Linked DNA regions of Arachis hypogaea: region 1 is linked to region 2. The links are chromatin contacts, called in public Hi-C maps. All regions are on one chromosome and are shown on one strand. The core of a region is the stretch at or near the end of the contact, and the rest is flanking DNA. Distances in the headings are between cores, read along the strand shown.

The links. Hi-C and Micro-C count contacts between places; a contact is called where the count stands out from the background.
Region 1: a Hi-C map of an unstated tissue shows a contact between it and region 2, with 3 times the contacts expected there. The contact joins two enhancer-like sites. A contact is called at or near these places in 5 of 8 Hi-C or Micro-C datasets (leaf and an unstated tissue).

What each region holds. Positions count from the first base shown.
Region 1 is chr2:5,356,396-5,361,219 of arahy.Tifrunner.gnm2.J5K5, reverse strand. No RefSeq gene overlaps it. Among protein-coding and RNA genes, the nearest start is that of LOC112734309, 7.1 kb to the right of the region's middle. Within about 2 kb of position 1,574, at least 1 of the 3 cell types and tissues checked has open chromatin away from gene starts, as enhancers often do.
Region 2 is chr2:5,302,401-5,306,994 of arahy.Tifrunner.gnm2.J5K5, reverse strand. No RefSeq gene overlaps it. Among protein-coding and RNA genes, the nearest start is that of LOC112734295, 13 kb to the right of the region's middle. Within about 2 kb of position 1,409, at least 2 of the 3 cell types and tissues checked have open chromatin away from gene starts, as enhancers often do.

The DNA.
Region 1 (4,824 bases), core at 325-2,824, 54 kb before region 2:
TCAGACTTCTGGTATTATATTTAAATTCTAAAATTAAAAAATTTAATTAATTTCCATTATCAAAGGTATCGATAACATATTTGTCATATTAATTGTTAATGATCAATTATTAAATTGTTACTAACGGGGTAGACCATTGGTATGTTAGCCTAAGTTTTTGAAAAATAAAAATTAAATTAAATTCTCTTATCAACATTTTAGTCGTTGATAACACAACGTATTTTCGATATTAATATTTATTTTTAATTTATTTAATTTAATTGTAACTGACAGGTAAATTTAGCGATGATAGAATTATTGTATATCCGTCACACATGTAGTTGATGTAATTTGGCGCCAAAATTTTTTGACGATCAGATCATCGGTAAACATATTTCTAAAACAAAATTAAATTTTTACTTATTTTATTGGCGTCAAATTAAAGACATTAAGTTGTGTTTGTTTATGAAAACGGCATAAGATAAGACAGTGAAAATAAAATATAAAGGTCAAAAACATAAAATTTAGTGTTTTTATATTCTATTTAATGATAAAGTAAAATAAATTATAAAAATCAAGTTTATTCTTATTTTTTATTAAAAAATTTAAGAAAAGAATATAATAATAAAAATTTAACAAGAATAATAAAAAAATAAAAAATAAGTTGTATTTCTTGTTAGTATTGTTGTGTCTTTTTCGTTAAGATAAATATAAAATACAATAATTCAGTCTCTCTGAACACAATATTTTTATTTAGAACTCATTTTTTAAACATAATTTTATATTTCTATATTTTTATCTTTGTAAATAAACGCGATCTTAGTGACAACAAACCGTCAATAAATTATTTTACGGTTCCGTTACGTTACCAACAGCATATCTGCCAACTTCTGCCAACTCTTATTTATAATTGTGTTTCATGAAAGTGTATTCGTGGATGTATCTAATAAAAATGTCTTTTTTATAACTGTATTTAATAGAAGTGTCTTTATAGATATATTTTCTGGATGTGGCTCTTTATATATGTATTTAAAATATATTAATTATTAGACACATCTACGAACACACTTCCATGAAACACAAATATAAATAAGAGTTGGCAGAAGTTGATGAATAATATGTTGGTACCCTATACTTTTCCATTATTTTATATCTCTGTATCACTGTCGAAATAGCTGTGAATAATTCGCTATGAAAAAGTCTAGGAGGCCAGTAATTTTATTGCATTTTGGCCAGCATGTAACCATCAGAAAAAGGTGAGCCATTGGATGAAATCTCACACCAATTTCACACCATCAAATCATCATTGATGGCTAATTGATGGCTACCAATCACAAATGTTGCTGGCCCCTAGCATTGCTCTTGCTATAGTATAATAATGTTGAATGGCCTTTCTATTCCTAACATGAATTAGAGTATCTAAACAAACACACGTTTTGGAAGTATTTTTAAATAACAGATCTGAAAGGGCAACTTTTGATGAGTTTCACATGATCTTATTTTTAATTAAGTTTGGTATAAACCTACAATACAAAATACAATTAAATAACGACTAAATGCTTGAAACAGTAGGGCATTTAATCTAGATTTTGTTTAAGATAATGCTTAGGTCTGTTTGATCCCAATCAATGTCTTCCTCAGCCTATAACTGCCAAATGCAACCTTTGTCGGAATTTGTTAGGTACCAAGATTTTTAATAAATAATAATATTGCATGCAATTATGTAGTATTATATAAATAAACAAGATATGTTGACATATACATTATCTAATTTATATATATGCATGATTATATTACTGTACAATACGGATCGGTATACCCTTCTTTAAACACTCCGATCCAAATCCAAATACATAATCAAGTATGTATGTAGATGATGATTCTCTAGAAGGATTTCATATATATACAGTCATTTTTTCGAAATAAAGAAAACAGGACAAATTATTTTCTTTTTAAAAAAAATCTTGAAAAATATAAGAGAGAGTTGGACATGTGAGAAAAAGACCAATAGAACACCTAGGCGGTGACAACATGCACTATACTCGCAGGTATCCAATCCGACCTCACCCGGTCAAATAGGGTTGCCAATCCAATCCGCAGCGGGTAGGATAGGGTGCGGATCGGTTATGGTGCAGGTTGAGCATCAATTCTATCCGGCCAACCTACACTCTATATATGTATATATTATATACTTATATAAAAATATATTTCAAGTAGATGTTGAATGAAAGACCTCTCACTAAATACAAAAGATCGTTAGCTACTAAAAGAAGATCATTAATTAATAATTTAATACTTTTCTTTATATAAAAGTTTCTTTTATTTTAAATTATCATCAAGTTATATAATAATGTTGCATTTTTTTTATAACTCGCAGGTATGATCGAATACCCGCGAGTTAATAACGGGTAGGGTTAGAGTTGAGATATTCTCAACCCGCAGATAGGATAGACTTGAGTTTATGTGAAAATTTCAACCCGTGGATAGAGTTAGGGTTAGCTCCAAACCCTACCTTACCCTACCCATTGTCACCCCTTGACCACCTAGTTAGAATAGTGGATGAGATAGAAGATGGATAAGGGATGAAAGGTAGAGGGAGATCATCCATGAGATGGTCAAACGATATCTATATGTAAACGATCTCTCTATATACTGATACATGATAAAGTTCAATAGTGTTATTTGTTCCATGTAACCGACCCCACTTAGTGAGAAAAGGTTTTGTTGTTGTTGTTATATTTTGCACTAGTAATAATTACTTTTAATAAAACAAAAATGATATAGGTAGTTTCTAAAAAAAAATATATTGTAAATTAGCTGTACGATATATAGTATAATACTTTTAAATAAGAAATAATGTTGGCCAAGGAACTTTTGTAAGCTTCCATTTAAAATCAAATAAAATAACTTATTTGCAATTTGAACAATTTAAAATCTAAAAAGCAATAGTTTAAATTTCACATTTTTCAGCATTAATATTTAATTAAATAATTTTTTTATCATGTAGTCTTCAAATGCCTCCGGAAAAAGATTAAGATTAGGATTGTTCACCTAATTCGGTAGTTCAACTTATGAGGTATAATAATAAGCTAAAAATAAGAAGAGAGAACAAAGAAAACCATGAGGTAATCAACAATAATAATTACACATATTAAATGAGATTACGTTTGTTATTATTAATTCGCATATAGATACTATACCAGTAGTATACCACCCCTCTTAAATATAAAACAAGTTTTGAAAATTTATCATGTATATAGATTAAGAAAATGATGAAAAATATTTTAGTTTTAGATAAATTAAATTAGTTGTACAAATAAGCATTAGCATAAATACGCAATTTCATTTATTTAAATATAATTTTTTTATATCCATTTAATTTTTTAAAAATGTTGAGTGACCAAAATATTGAAGGAAACAAAAAAGTAAAAGTAAAAAAGATAGAGAACCATAAAAGATTAGAATGGAGAAATGATTGTTACATTATTTTTATTATTGTTCTTTTTTTATAAAATTTTTACTATAAAAAATTTATGTGTTTTATAGAAAAAAGAGAAAAAGACCAAGAAAATGAAAATTTTATTATTGCTCTTTTTTCATAAAATTTTTAAAAAGTCTTAATGAAAAAAGAAAGAAAGAAAAAAAAGAAAACATAGAAAAAGAATAAGGCATATGAGAAGGAGAAAAAAAAGTAGAAGAAAGAGAAAAAGAAGAGAAGAAGCGAACGATAATGTAGATAAAAATGTTTGAGAGAAATAGAATAAAAAAAGAGTAAAAATTAAAATTAGGAGCGGATAAGTAAATAAAAGAGGCATACTATTAGCTAGAAATGTTTGATTAGATTTTGTTATAAATATTATTTTTTTTGTTTCTCTTCTTTTTTTTTGTTTTTTTTTTCAAAAACAATGAAATAGAAAAGAAAAATAGAAGCAAGAGCAACTTGAAGAAGAAAGAAGAAAGAATAAAAAACAACACATCAACAATAAAAAAAAGAAGAAAATGCAATAAGAAAAAGATGAAAAAACGTGAAATTGTATTGCAAAATTTACGTTCATGTTTGTATGAGTGATTTTTGTTTGGACCATTAATAATTATTAAATCAATTTAATTAGACTTACTAAAAAAATTTGTACATATATATAATATTATTGTACCGTTATTTTTAAACATTATGAAATTTGTTATTTTATATGTGTGATGTTCTTTTGATACCTATTTTAAATCAGAAGAACTAGAAATGTGTTTGAAACACTTTGAGAATATAATTCTCACAAAAAGTGATTTTTTTTTAGTTTGGAATACGATAAAAGTATATAATTTTTAATTTTAAAAAAAAATAATTTTCACATTAAAATTAAAATTAAATCAAATTAAAATAGATTTGATTGTAATTCTATTACTATATATTAAAGATTAAAATTTTAAAATTGACCCTATCAAATAAATTTTAATCCCATCATAAAAAAGACAAATAAGAGAATCATAAGAATAAAATAATAAAAAACACATAATTTATATTATAGTAATTAATTGTTCCAAAATATAAATTTAAAACAACTTAAAATTCATTTTTAATAGAAATAGAATTTTTTTTTTTCTGTTTTGAAAGCTTTCCAAACACACTCCAGGGTATAGCCGTATAGTGATTGACAATGTAGTCCATAATTAATGGTTGCATTTATTTCTTAACCCTAAACATTAGTGTAGCCAAATTACTAACTTCTAATAGTAGAAAGGTATATATGGGTGTCCTATATAGGCAGCTCAATTTCTCTATATATTATATCTAATAATCGAAATACTAAGAATATATATATATATGATTGAGCAAGAGAGACAATAATA
Region 2 (4,594 bases), core at 160-2,659:
ATTAAGAAAAAGAAGTTGTTCATTATTCATCCATTAATTTATTTATCATATTCCCAAATCTTTTCTTTTAACCTTGACAAACTAGACAAGAATATATTCAGGACATGGCAACTTCAAAAGATATAATTTAAGTATAAGACAAATAAAAAAACAACATGCATTCAATGAAATATTATTATTTAATTAATGTTAATATACTATTAAAGTAGTTTTATACGTGCATTCAATTACGTAATATTACATCAGTAAAAGTAACTACTTTTTATATTAACCGTGTAAATAATTATAAAAAAACAGATATAATTAAAAAATTATATAAAATATTTTACATTATTAATTGATCAAAATTAAACACTATTTATATTTGTATTTGTTTAGTTGAAAAACACCAACTCTTGAAAACAAGAGTCATGATATGTCCTAGCTGCACCTAGTATAGATATATTAGAAAATATAAATTACATATATACATTGAAGTAGTTTAATTATTATAAATACATAACTAAATGAAAATATTAAAAATCTCAAACAAATAAATTATTTGAATTAGCTAGCTCTTCTGCTAATAATTTGATAAAGATCAGATATATCGGATAAAATGAGATGATTATCTACTATAATATTATCATATATATATATATATATATATATATATATATATATATATATATATATATATATATATATATATATGTATGTTAGAGTTATAATCATTTATGTATTTTATCTTTTTAATTTAAATGTTTTTAAAAAATAATTTTATGATATAGTATCAAAATTTTTATAATAAAATAATCTAATAAAAAAGTCTATACAAAAATTTATATAAATTTTATATGAAAAAGTGTTAGATTATAAATATTTGTATTTTTTATAAACTTAAATTTTTAGGAAGTGTATTTAGAGATGTAAGATCATTCTTGTGTGATAAAATTGTAAAAAAATAAAAAAAAATTATAACAAATTTTTTGTTAATTGTTGATTGATTGAATTGAATTATGAAGGTATAACTATATATATATATATATATATATATATATATATATATATATATATATATATATATATATATTTACGAAAGATAAAAATAAAGATAAGATAAGAAGATAATATAAAGATAAAATGAGATAATAAAAATTAAAATTGTAACTCAATGTATGTATTTTATTAAGCTGGTCACAAAACTTTTTTATTGTTGCCATGAATAGAAGAATAGTTTAATATTGTGGTCACTGAAAACGATATGAGTGTCGATAAGAACAATTTGTACGTACATAACCAAGGAACAAAAAGACAAAAAGAACAAAACAGATAATATAAAAATGATACATAAAAAATGGTTTGATATTAACATAACTACGAACTGGTGAAGGGTCGTAGCCATGCATTTGTGAAACGATCAACAATAGGATTCTTCAAATTTAATGAAGTATATGTTTGTCGTTACCCTTCAATTTCAAGAGAGTCGGTGTATTCTTTGAATTTGTGGGTCCTTAATTTCTTTTGTATTTACTCTCAAATTAGAAGTGGATTAGGGTACCATGATATGTTTCCTTTTATATATGTTTGTTATCTTAACGGCCTCTTAAATACTAGTGGCCACTTTTAGTTTAATTAATAGTTGTGTGTGTGAGAGAGACGATACACATCATTTATATAATGTGATCTTGTCTTTGAGTTGAAGCTTTTAGAATTAGCGACTCTGTAACTGCTAGAATATATTTAGAATATTATACATTAATATCATAAAAAATATAAGAATTGATATTTTTTATTAATTTTGACTAATATTTAATTAGCATAAATATTAAATTATTTTTAATAAATAAATTATATTGATTTATATGTATAAATTTTAATAAATATAAATGTAAGTTATATTAATTTATGTGTATAAATTTTTATAAATATATTAATTTAAAATAATAATATTTACTGATACTATAACATTGTTGATATATAATATTTAAGTATATTTTATATTAATTTTGTCACGGTATCTCTCAACCCGACAGGTTAAGAACTAATTCGTTGCGGATCGAAGTTCCATTTAAGGGTCTGTTGCTGGCTAATGGGCTGCTGCATACACAAGGCGGGATTCAAACCCCGACACTTACTTAAATAGACAAGTGAGCTAACCACTCGACTAATACAAGTTGATTTTTTATCAATATGATTTGATTATAATCATGGGCCTATATAAATAGGCATTACTTATTAGTTATTGAACACTCTCACAAGTCACAACAACATCTAACTATCAAGTGTATTCAGAATTATTATGAATTCTGATATGACATGAAAGGCATATAGTACCTTCCTTAAATTTTCTATCTTCTTTGTTGCCTCACACTCTTTGTTGAGAGAAATTTTGTTCCAAAATTGATGATTTAACCCGTACTAGCTATTGTTCAAATTTGTCTATGTTACCTTGTGGTAACATTGCCACCACCACACCATCTTATTCCTCATCTGGCATGGCAATCAATACGTTAATGCCCTATTATTTGTTTTACCATTAAGTTTGTCACTTTTTCAACACTTGATTTGTCATCAATAGAACTAATTTCACCACATTTTTTCAGTTTTGTCTACTCTCTAAAGTTTTATCAGTATTCTAGTTTTTGTAGTTTTATGAACATCCTAATTTTCTGTATTTTTATTCTGTCGTTTTTTTTTAATAAGTTGTAAATTTAAGTTGCCACTTGAATTTTGAAAAAATATTAGAATATATTTAGAATGTTGTATATTAATATAATATCTAAGTATATCTTGTATTGATTTATTTTTATTTAGTTTGATATTAAATTAAATTTTATTATTATTGGATTGTATCCTTAATTAACTTATAAATAAGTAGTTTTTATTGTACATTCTCAATACAGTATGTAAATATCAAGTTTATTTTCATGAATTCTAACAATGATAATGTAGTAGAATTTTGATTGTCGACTTAGGTCCATTTGGAAAATTTTAGAAGTAACTTTTTTTAATTTTTGACTTATAAAAAGTAGTAGTATTAATGTTTGGTGCAATTTTCAAAATCAAATTGCAACTTTCTAAGAAGCTATTTAGGAGCTTATAGAGAAGTTAAAAAAAATGACTTCTCTCGTAATACTTCTATTTTTTATCACATTTCTATAAAATAAGCACTTTTAGAGTTAAAAATTCAAATACAAAATAACTTATTTATAAGTTACTTTTAATAGAGTCATTTATTATTTAAGTTATTTTATCAAAAAGAGCTTAATTAAGTTGGTTACCCAAACTGAGTGTTAGATTATTATAGGTTGGATTAAAGTAAATACCAAATACTAAAAGTCAGCAGTTAAATAATTATCATTAAATCAGTGTTGATAGGATAAAGCCCACAGATATTAACCTTCTAAAGCTAATGTATTCTTAGGAGCTGAGTTTGGATATTATTGATGTCTAAGGGAGGATATACACCAACAACAGTTTAGAATAGAAAACTAATTAAAAACTTAAAACTTATATAGGATATGCAAATATTCCAAAAAATTATCAGAATATCAGTCCATTTAATTAGTTGTTAAAAATTTTGGTTGCTAATTCATAAAGAATGATTTTTAAGCAAGGGCTATAAAATCAATGACAAACTAAAATTGTCGCTAAATTAGTCACTAATAATAATAAGTCGCTAAATTGCAATCGTCTATTCTATCATAAAGTCAATCGCTAAATAATAATCATCTATATTTTATTTTGTTGTTTGTGATTTTTCTTTTAAAAATTTATTTAGAGATACTCTAAGTTCATTTCTAAAAAATTTTACATTGGACAAACTAGTGTATAATAAAAAATTTTACTAATTAATTACAGTTTTTTAAATTATTAGACAAATTACTTCTTAAATAAATTAAAGGATAAATTGATCCTTAATATTTTTAAAAGAAAAAGTTTTAACTTTCTTGAAAAAAAAGTAAAGAATAAATTGACTCTTAACACTAATCCCTTAATAACTGATGATCTAGTGATTAATATTTTTTCAGCCTAATTTTTTGTTGGTCGTTAAATCTATCACCAATTTTATCATTAGCGAGAGATTTACAAACCTATTCCTTAGCTACCGATTTAATGGCCTATAATTTTTTAACCTAATTTTATGTTAGTCATTAAATAAGTTGTTATTGGTTAAAATAGGATGGCGATCAATTTAACGACAAATTACTGTCTCGTAATATTGTTTTTTTCTAGTCACTAATTTAGCCATTAACTACCGATTTAAAAACTAAATTTTTAGTGAACGATTTAGCAATTAATAATTTTTCAACCAATATTTTTATGTTAATTGCTAAATCAATAGCTAAAATAAAATTAGCATCAATTTAACAACTAAAAATTTGACTTCCAAAAATTCTCAAAATCTAACTTTTTGTTTTAGTGATTAAATCAATCGCTAATTCTTATTTAGCGAACAAATAGTGCAGCTTTGTGTCAGACCGATTTAGGGAGCAAAGTTTTTTGTCATAAAAAAAAATTCGATCAGTCACAAAATAGTCGGTATTCCGAAATATTTTTGTAGTGATATATACTAAAATTTAAATTATTTTATTAATTTAATGTAAAAAAT